2 separate regions of the Capra hircus genome follow, and region 1 is linked to region 2. Evidence: chromatin contacts called from public Hi-C data. All regions are on one chromosome and are shown on one strand. Each heading gives the region's core, a stretch centred on a gene start, on an enhancer-like site or on the middle of the called end of the contact. The rest is flanking DNA. Distances are from core to core; before and after follow the strand shown. Region 1 holds the start of AHDC1 (AT-hook DNA-binding motif-containing protein 1). Region 2 overlaps WASF2 (wiskott-Aldrich syndrome protein family member 2).

What was found. A called contact is a pair of places that touch in the nucleus more often than the background predicts.
Region 1: a Hi-C map of blood shows a contact between it and region 2, with 2.5 times the contacts expected there. The contact joins the promoter of AHDC1 here to the enhancer-like site in region 2. A contact is called at or near these places in 2 of 5 Hi-C or Micro-C datasets (both in blood).

The regions. Positions count from the first base shown.
Region 1 is chr2:10,251,658-10,256,188 of ARS1.2, reverse strand. It overlaps AHDC1 (AT-hook DNA-binding motif-containing protein 1), which reads left to right and starts at 3,000. Exons shown (of 7, transcript XM_018056783.1): 1 at 3,000-3,401; 2 at 3,646-3,743.
Region 2 is chr2:10,080,354-10,084,965 of ARS1.2, reverse strand. It overlaps WASF2 (wiskott-Aldrich syndrome protein family member 2), which reads left to right. Exons shown (of 9, transcript XM_013973964.2): 9 at 1-1,207. Among named protein-coding and RNA genes, the nearest start is that of GPR3, 9.1 kb to the right of the region's middle. Within about 2 kb of position 2,910, at least 4 of the 5 cell types and tissues checked have an H3K27ac peak or open chromatin away from gene starts, as enhancers often do.

The sequences.
Region 1 (4,531 bases), core at 1,751-4,250, 170 kb before region 2:
CTTCTGCTTACATTGAGACAAAAGTGGTTGCAGTGAGCTGAACCTAGAAACGGAAGATTTAGGTTCTTCCTCTCCTTCAAGTCTGCTCTCTCTGGGAGTTTACAGCTACCCTGCCCAGCCTGTGGCTACTTCAGATGCTGTTTTTAAAGACCGGGTAGCCCCCAGTCCATCCTAAAGGAAATCAGCCCTGGATATTCATTGAAAGGACTTATGCTGAAGCTGAAACTCCAATACTTTGGCCACCTGATGCAAAGAACTGACTCATTTGAAAAGACCCTGATGTTGGGAAAGATTGAAGGCAGGAGAAGGGGACGACAGAGGATGAGATGGTTGGATGGCATCACCGACTTAATAGACATGAGTCTGAGTAAACTCTGGGAGTAGGTGATGGACAGGGAAGCCTGGCGTGCTGCAGTCCTTGGGGTTGCATAGAGTCGGACACCGCTGAGCGACTGAACTGAGACCCCTTCAGACTATGCCGGTAAACAGATATAGCAGTTGGACACTAGGTGGCAGCAGCCACCCACAAGAAGACTTTGCTTGAGTTTGGGGAGGACTCCCCCCCCAACCCTCTCCAAAATACAATTTAAAGAGGCTCCAAGAGAAAGACCAGTCCCCAGATGACTGGGAAACCCTGTAGTGCTTGCTTTCCAGCAATGCCCAACACCTTGGGGGCTAAGAGCACTCAACCTCCCTGGGAAGGGGGCTGCTCAAGCAGCCTGAGGTGGGAGGGATGTGCATGGACAACCCTACCTAACTTCTATTCCCCTCTCACTTACAGAGCCATGGGCCCTGCTAATCTTGGCCCCTGTACCTCATCACCTAATCTCTCCTCTCCCGTGTCTTTCCCAAACTCCTCTTCATCCCACTCCACCTTGGGCTCCCTATCTCCCAGAAGCCATCCTGAATTGCCCCCCAGTTCCTGCCTCAAACTTGATTCAGCTTAGATGGGGTCTTTATGCCGTGGGGCAGAGCCTAATAGGTAAGGATGTTGTGAGGGTGTGAAAGAAAGGGGAACCTGGGCCTTTCCTAGCCTCCCCAATGCTAAAGTCTCACCCGTGGGGGACCAGCTGGGGCAAGATGCCAAAGCCTCATCTATTTGTGTAACTTTAGGTCAGGCTGGGGAGCTGCAAAGGGCCCCTAACAACTTTAACCATTGCTTTCTTTCGTTAATATCTGATCTTACAATGGTTCCCATTCAATTGATAAATCTTTGAACCCAGGGCTTGCCTGTAAGGAGAAGCTACTCCCAAATGGGTGCCTCTGCAGCTGGTCAGCAGCCCGATGATGCCAGATCAATAGATGGAACTATTTAGAGCCCTAGACCTCTTCCATGGCTGTGGTGCCCCCACTCCCTGCAAAGGGCCAACAGAGTGTCCCCCAGATCCCCCCCACTTTTTTGTCTTAGAGGAGGGGCTTGCAGGTGGTGACAGGGAGCTGCTGCTGGCAAAACGACACCACCTGCCTTTTGTCACACGCTGGCCATCACCTCGTATCACCCTGCAGGGCCAAAGGAAGAGTCCGAAACGGGTGGGCCAAGGACAAAGGCACTGCTGAAGGGACTTCAGACACAGGGCAAGACAGGAAAAGCCAGCAGACATTGGACAAAGGAATGTCAGACACATAGATGAAGTGGGACTAGCACAGGACCAGTCGGGGCTGGTGCTGGTAGACGCCGGGGACAGGACAGCCACCATGCATTATTCATCTCCGTGTCCCCTGTGAGCCCTGCACACCTCAGTTAACATTTGTCGAATTTAAGTGCCAAGGGAGGACACACAGACGCCGGGAGAGAAGGTCAGATGGAGAGCTTGGAAGTCACAGCTCCCTGCTTGACCCAGAGGTTAAGCAGTGAGCTTTGGAACGGAACAGACCCTGGTCCAGGCGGGCTCTACCAACTTCTTCAGTCGGGGTCATGGGCCTCAGTGCCCTCATCTCTAAAATGGAAGTGATAACAAAATCATTCTACCAGGTCTTTGCAGGACTCAGGAGCCCTGCGGTGTTCAGAAAGTGGCAGCAGCAGCGGTTCTCCTTCTTGCACTGTCCAAAGACCTCTCCTTGGTAACCAGGCCCTGGCAGTGCACATTCCCATCTGTGGGGATAGGCCAGGCAGGGGGCCGGAGCTAGGGGCTGGATAACAGATGTGACCTGCAGAGGAGGTAGGTGAATGTGCTGAGTCCAGCCCCCTGGGCCCAGCAGGAGCTCTGAACTGTTGAATCTGAATGCTGCTTCCTGACACCAGGAAGAAGTTCAGTCGAATTCAGGAAGGCAAGGTTTTGTGTGTGTATGTGTGTCTGACAGAGAGAGAGATCTGTGGAGAATCCAGGACTTCATGCTCTTGTCTTCCTCGGACTTCTAGAAAAACTAGTCTTTGGTGGAGGTGGCTAAACCCAGAGCTCAGAACTTGAGATTGGGGGTCCCTGAGAGGAGGAGGAGGTGCGGGCGGGCTTTGAGTTTTCTGGAGCAGCCCTCTCTCCATCAACCCTTGCGCTTTACTCAATAGGTAACCTTCTCATGAAGGGAGAACGCCTCCAGATTCAGGGAGCCGGCCGTCTCCTCTTACCTCTTCCTCTCTCATTTAATTGGGACGCCCCAGAAAGTCTCAAGCCCTTTTAGCTAGTCCCTCGATTCCCCCATTCTACTCTTTCCATTCTCAGACCCCGCCCCTTCACTCCCACCCGCAACCTCCGCTCCGGCCAGAGACCCCCGCAGCGGGACGAGGAACGTGGGGAACGTTGGTGATCCTTAGGGAAGAACGCAATCCCCCTTTGGTAAAAGAGGAAGCGCGCGAGGGCTCGGGCGCTGGGTGCCCCCTGAAGGCTCCCGGCCGCGCCGTCGGAGCTGCCGGCGCCGCCCCGCCCGCCCCGCGCGCGGAGCGGCCGAGGCGGGGACTACAAGTCCCGGCGAGCCGCGCGCGCGCTCCCCCCTGGGGTTCCGGATGGTGAGCGGCGAAGGTAAGGCGAGCTCGCAGAGGCAGCGGCGGCGGCGGCGGAGACGGAGAGAGGCAGGCAGGCAGGCAGGCAGGGCGAGGGCGAGAGACGGCGAGGGGAGGGAGCGAGCGAGGCAGACCAGACAGACAGACAGGCGGGCGGGCGGGCAACGCGAGCCACCCGCCAGGCTGCGCTCAGCCCCGCTCGCCGCGGAGAGAGCAGAAGGCAGGAGGAGGGAGGGGAGGAGGGGGAGGGAGGGAGAGAGGGAATCCAGCTACCACCACCCAAAGCCAGCGTCTGCTTTCTGTCCTCATTTCCTTTTCCCACCCAGCTCTGAGAGCAGAGAAAGGCAGAGGGAGCGAGAGATTGAGACAGTCAGAGGGACAGACAGACAGCCAGAAGAGAGCGGGAGGGAGGAGGGCGGAGGAGGAGGAGCAGGAGGAGGACTACGCGGGGCGCGTTCCCTCCCAGGTTTGCAATTGGGGGGGGTGGGGGCGGGGGTGTCCAGGGCTGTGAGAGTGTGTGCGCGGTGGTGGTGGTGGGGGGAGCAAGGGGGCGCAGAGAGAGAACGAAGGAGTGATCGAGGTGGGGGGCGCCGCGGGAGCTGGGGGGCCGGGTCCAGCGGAGTTAGCGGCGGAGAATGTGAGCCGAGGCGCGAGCCATGCTGTCAGCAACGGCGGGCGGCTCAGGGCTCCTCCACGACTCCTCTCCCCAGCTGCCGGGCGCCCGCGTCGCTGCCGCCGCCGGAAAACAGACGCCCCCCGAAGCCCCTCGCCTGGCTCGGACCCACGGAGCCGGCAGCCCAGCACTCCGGTGAGTGGCGCCTCCTCCCCAGCCCTAGACCCCCGCTGGGGACCGGCCGGCCGGGCTCTTTTGTGCAGCGCACCGGGGGGGCCCCGCGCCCCCTCCGCGCGCCCCGGTCCGGTCCGCCGGACCCCGTGGCTGCGGTGCCCGCGGTGCGATCGGTCTTTGTTTCCACCGGGGCCCGCGGCTCGGCTGGGCTCGGCTCGAAGCCTGGCAGGCAGCGCCGGGAAGGGGGAGGGGGAGGTGGACGAGAAGGGGGGGCGGGGAGGGGGGGTTCTCGGGTTTCCTGGCCGCCCCGCGGCTCCCCCGGCTCGGGGGCGAGGTGCGCGCCCAGCGCTGCCGCGCGCCCCCTCCTCCTTCCCCCTCCCTCCGTCTTTGGATTTAAAACTGCAATTTGCTCTCCAGCTTGCTGAGAATGTGGGGGGGGGTGGGTGAAGGGGGGGACCGTGGGAGCGGAGAACAAGGCTGGATTTTAGGAACGGCGCTGGGAAAGGGGGAGACTGCGGAGGGGAGGAGCCCCTCCCCTCCAACCCCCAAATCCCAAGGTTCCGCTTGTGCTCTGGGAGTTGAGGGGCGGGGACCTAATGACCCGGAGGGGGTGTGGGGCGGAGGAGGGATTTGGGGGCGGCCGGGGCCGGAGGGGTTGGGCCGCGTGCCCGGTTACCTGGCGAACAAAGTCGGCTCACTTTTGCATAAATAAATAAATAATCGCCCATCAATGCGTTTCCTCTGAGGCTCTGATTGAATCGGGGGCCCCCTCTTCCCCAGGGCTTGGGGTGCTGAGTGACAGCTGTCAG
Region 2 (4,612 bases), core at 1,661-4,160:
ATTATTTAAACTGGGCTGAGGCTGGTGAGGGTGTGGAGCAATGGCCCCTAAGGACTCTGAGGGCTGAAGGCAAGGAGCCGCCTCCCTTCCCTGTTCTGCCCAGCCCAGGGGACCTGCCCCCATTCCTGTGGCCCAGGGGCCCAGCTTCCAGTCAGCAGTGTCAGAAGTGACTTGTGGCTCTGCCTTGGTTGTGAGATGAGTACATTCCAAAGGAGCAGCCATGGGGTGGGGGCAGGCTCAGCGATCCCTTGGAGGCTCAGAGCAGCTGGCCTGAGCTCCAGCTTGCCTCCAACGGAAGCTCGTGTGCCCCTCAGAAACGACCCTGGCCAATGTCACCGCAGAGCTGAGGCGGTGTTGTCAGGGCTAATGTGAAATCTTCCCGTGGCGCCGATCCTCCGGCTCTGCAGTGCCAGCTCGGACAGATTGAGGTCTCTGTGGCTTTGGTGACCCTGCTTAAGCATTCCCACCGTGTCCCAGCTCTGCTCTCTGCCTGCCTCCCACTGCAGCCCCCCCTCACCTGCTTGGGGAGGAGGGCAGCGCCCCAAGGCTAGGGGCTTCTGCTCAGGAGAGTTGTCAGGCTTCCTGGGCTCGTCAGGCTTTGAGCTCTGCCGGGGTCCAGCTGACCTAGGATACCAGGGGTTGCCCAGAGATGCACCTCATCCCGTGCCTCAGGAAGGGCTAGGGAGCAATTTTGTTATTGTATTAACTTTACTCAGTTAACTCATTTGAGAAACTAACCAGTTTTTACTTTCTGTCTAGAATGATGTATGTGTAGGAGAGTGAGCCGTAACGCTCCCAAAGTGCCTTGTTTTCTCTGATATAAATATATTTATAAGGACCTGGTCCAGTGGATTATTCTTGGGTGTGTTTGCCACATGAAGATGTTAGGGACTAGGCTTGTATGTCGTGGGGTACAGTCTGAAGATGGGGCCCCTTCCCTTGAAGATGGGACAGGAGCTGCAGCTGAGATCTGAGCAGTGGGGCTGAGCCAGACCCCTGAAGTGACCCTTGCCTCTTTCCCTGCTGCTCTCAGGCCCTTAGAAGAGAAGGACACCCAGTTTTTCAGTCCTATGCCTCCAAGCCTGGGCTCACGTGAGTCCCTGCCGGGTTCATGTGTGTAGCACATTAGCTCCCAAAGTGACCTGAGGATTCTGTGTAATTGTTTTATATATACTTCCGAATGCATAAATGCCAACATTTTAAATAATCTGATGAAAGTCTTTGTAACCATGCAGCCACCTCTGGGGGGTGTGTATGTGTGTGTGCGCGTGTGAGCACGCACTTGTATCTGTGTAATGGGAGAAGCAGTTCCAAGGGGGCAACATTGATAGCCACAGGTGGTGGCCAGAGCTCCAGAGGAAGGTCGGTGTGGGTGGGCTCGGAGGCCCGGGGCCTCTGCCTGTGGCTGGTGCGCCTTGTGTGGGAGGTGGGGGTGTTGATTTAGGAGGAGACCCATGGTGGGGGGGCACGTGGAGGCCACCTCAGCTGCCTGGGAAGGGTGTGCTGGGGCAGGGGAGGGCGGGGGGGGGGGGGGCGCCTCACATCAGGCAGGAGAATGCTGATGCTGCCTGCCAGCATCTGGCCGGCATCTTGTCTGCCTCTCAGACCCGAGCAACTTACCTTAAATAGAACGACTTACAATGGAATCCGATAAAAGGGTTAGGCTGCCGCACGCCCCCTCTCTCTCCTGCCTGGGAAGGCGACAGGTCTGAGTTTCTCTTCTGACCCTAAAAAAATGACCTACCCAGGAAGCAACGGTTGTTCCGAGCACAGCTGCTGCGAGTAGCTGTCCCCGGGGGTAATTGATGAGCGGACTCCCTGTTCTGAGCCCAGCAGACAGACGGTGTGGGGCGGCCCCGGGAGAGGGGTGGGAGCTGGGTTGGTGACTCGGCTGGTCACGCCTGCTGTTGCGAGAGAGTCACCCACTGGCATCCCAGGAGAGGGGGCAGAAGTTTTGAATCGTCAGCAAGTGCTGCGCCAGCCACTCTGAGCTCATCGCTGGGGGTGGGGGTGCAGGGGAGGGGGCGCGGGAGCTGCTGGCCCTGGCGGAGCCCCTCACCCCACCCTCCTGCTCAGGCCTGTGTTTAGTCAGCACTTGGCTTCGCGAGGTCGGTGACTGACAGGCAGCCAGACGCCCGCCCTGGGAGAAGACAAAATGGTGGTGTCGGGAGCCGCCCTTGCTGGAGAATTGGAGGGAAGGAATGTGGTTCTGGGCAGCTGGGAGTCTGACTTAAATTCCAGCTCCTCCACTTGGGAGCTTCAGCTCTTTGGGCTAGTCGTGAAAAGAAGGAGCATTCAACTGCTACCTGCCCGAGACTGCCCATGCTTTATTTCACCAACCAAGGGTCCCACTTGACGCTTGAGAAACATGATTCGGAGAGGTTGAGTTGCCTAAGACCACATAGCCGGCCAAAAGCAGAGCTGCAGTTCGCGCAGGGGTCTCGTGTTCTGCCCACCACGCAGCGCAAACCATTTTCAGAATCTTTCCATCGAGGATCATGGTCTTTGGTGTCAGAGGGGTGTGTGAAAGGTTTTCTGTTACAGACTGCCCTACCTACCCGCTGGTGCCTAGTTTTATAAATGATGGTTGATTTTGCTCTCGCTTTGCAATAAGTGAGCTGGACTGGGGGCCCTGCTATCCTAGACCTTTAGAGTTAGAAGTGCCCTGTGCCCTCAACTGCCTGGAACACAGTGGTCTCCCTGTGTATGGGCAGGGGCTTCCAACAGACACAGCTTCAGTATATGCGCACACCTGTTCAGATGCTGGCATTTGTGCACACTCAGACATGGAGACACGTGCACACAGAATCCTATCTTTGTGCAAACAAGAGCACAGAGCAGCACATGGTTACAGGATCACAAGCGCAAGCAAACCACACAGTCCTCAGGAGCCACCCCTCCTGTGCTGCCTCTGCCAGCTCCTCACTGCCCCCTCCTGGCCGCCTGGTGGCCAGGGCAACCTGGCACCACTTCTGTAAGTGCTGCTCCAGGGTGATTGTCAGCCAGTTCCCTCCTAGATCTGGAAGCTAGGAGATGTCTCAGGTGCTCCCCAAAGCCAGCCTTAGCCCCAGGAGAAGTGTCTTATGAGGGGTCTGAAGCTAGAGGACAAAAAAATAAGCCTTTCATGCCCAAAAGAATCTCTTCCTGGTAGAATGCTTGGTACCATGGTGGCAGGCATTCTGCAGAGACACCTTCCCACCGCAGCAGGCAGGCATCCCTGCCCTTACCTGGGGGATTGTGCACACACCTGCTCATGCCCTGTGTATGTATATAAGGAGGAGAAGATTTCCTGGCTGAGAAGTCAGGCCAGGTTTTCTAGCTCCCACCTTGCAGCTCCCTCTGGGCCTCAGCTCCCTCCCCTGTTCAGTGAGAAGTCGCACAGGATTAGGTATTCTGCCCAACACCGACCCCCCACCACAACTCGTGTCTCGCTGTCTTGGGAACTAACCTCTCCCAGACGTGTGCCTGAGTAAAGCACATCCATAAAGATGAACCCATGGACTCCTCAGGCAATCCCGGAAGGACAGCCAATACCAAGCTTTTTATTCCTAGTTTACAGTTGGAAAGGCAGACACACAGAGAGGTACAGCAACTTGCCCAAAGTCACACAGCAAGTTGGCAGCAGGCATGAAAGTAGAAACCCTCTGCTTTCCAATGCCCCTGGCAGTCTGCAAGAAAGCAGAACTCGCTGTGGGCTCAGGCCCAGAGCCAAGGAGACAGGAACTAGAAAAGCAAAGCCAGAACCTCTGTCCTGTCTGGGAGCCCCGAGGCTGAGGAGAACCCAGAGGGAGTACTGGGCTTAGGTATTAGGCAAGTTCCACCACTCCCCGCCCCCAACACACACCCCTCTCCCTGTAGACCGCAGGAACTTCAAACTCCCTGTTCCTCCACAAAGCTGGTGGCTGGCTGTGGGAGTTCTTATTCTGTGGCTGTTTGGGGGTCCATCATGGTAGGCACACACATGCCTGCATTCTGGGTGTGCATGTACAGGTGTGGATGTGTGTTCTCACATGCCTACAGGTAGACCGAGGTGTACATTCATAGGCATGTAGAGCAAGTAAATTTGTGTTTGCAAGCAGATATACATGTGACACATTTGGGCATTTAGGTGAAGTGTGTTTGGAGGTACATATATCAGTGGTCTCTGTATCTGACAGGTGAATTTATCAACATGTAAGATTTTGATTAATGGGGTTTTTCCTGAGTGTGGGTGTGTGCAAATGTTCACATGCATTTGTGTGAAATGGGCTGGAGCATGTCCACCCACATGACTAGTGTGTGTGAAAGTGCGTGCAGCGAAGGCTCAGGTGACTGGATGCATGTGAATCCTAAGTGCCCTCCCACGAGGGTACGATGCCATTGGCCCCCCAGTCCTGGTATAGGGGCACCCTGCCTGGCTCCAGCTCAGCACTGAGCTCATAGCACCCCCGCCCTGCCTCACATTCTATTCCCCAGACCCAACCTGCTTGGCCAATTTGCAGCCTCTCGCTCCCAGCTCCCGAGAAGGCCTGCAGCAAAGTCAAGGGGCTGGTGGCCAATTAGTGAGGGGGTTAATCAGGGATCTGGGGACCCCCCGGGGGGTGGGAAGCCAAGGGCAGACATTAGGGTTGGC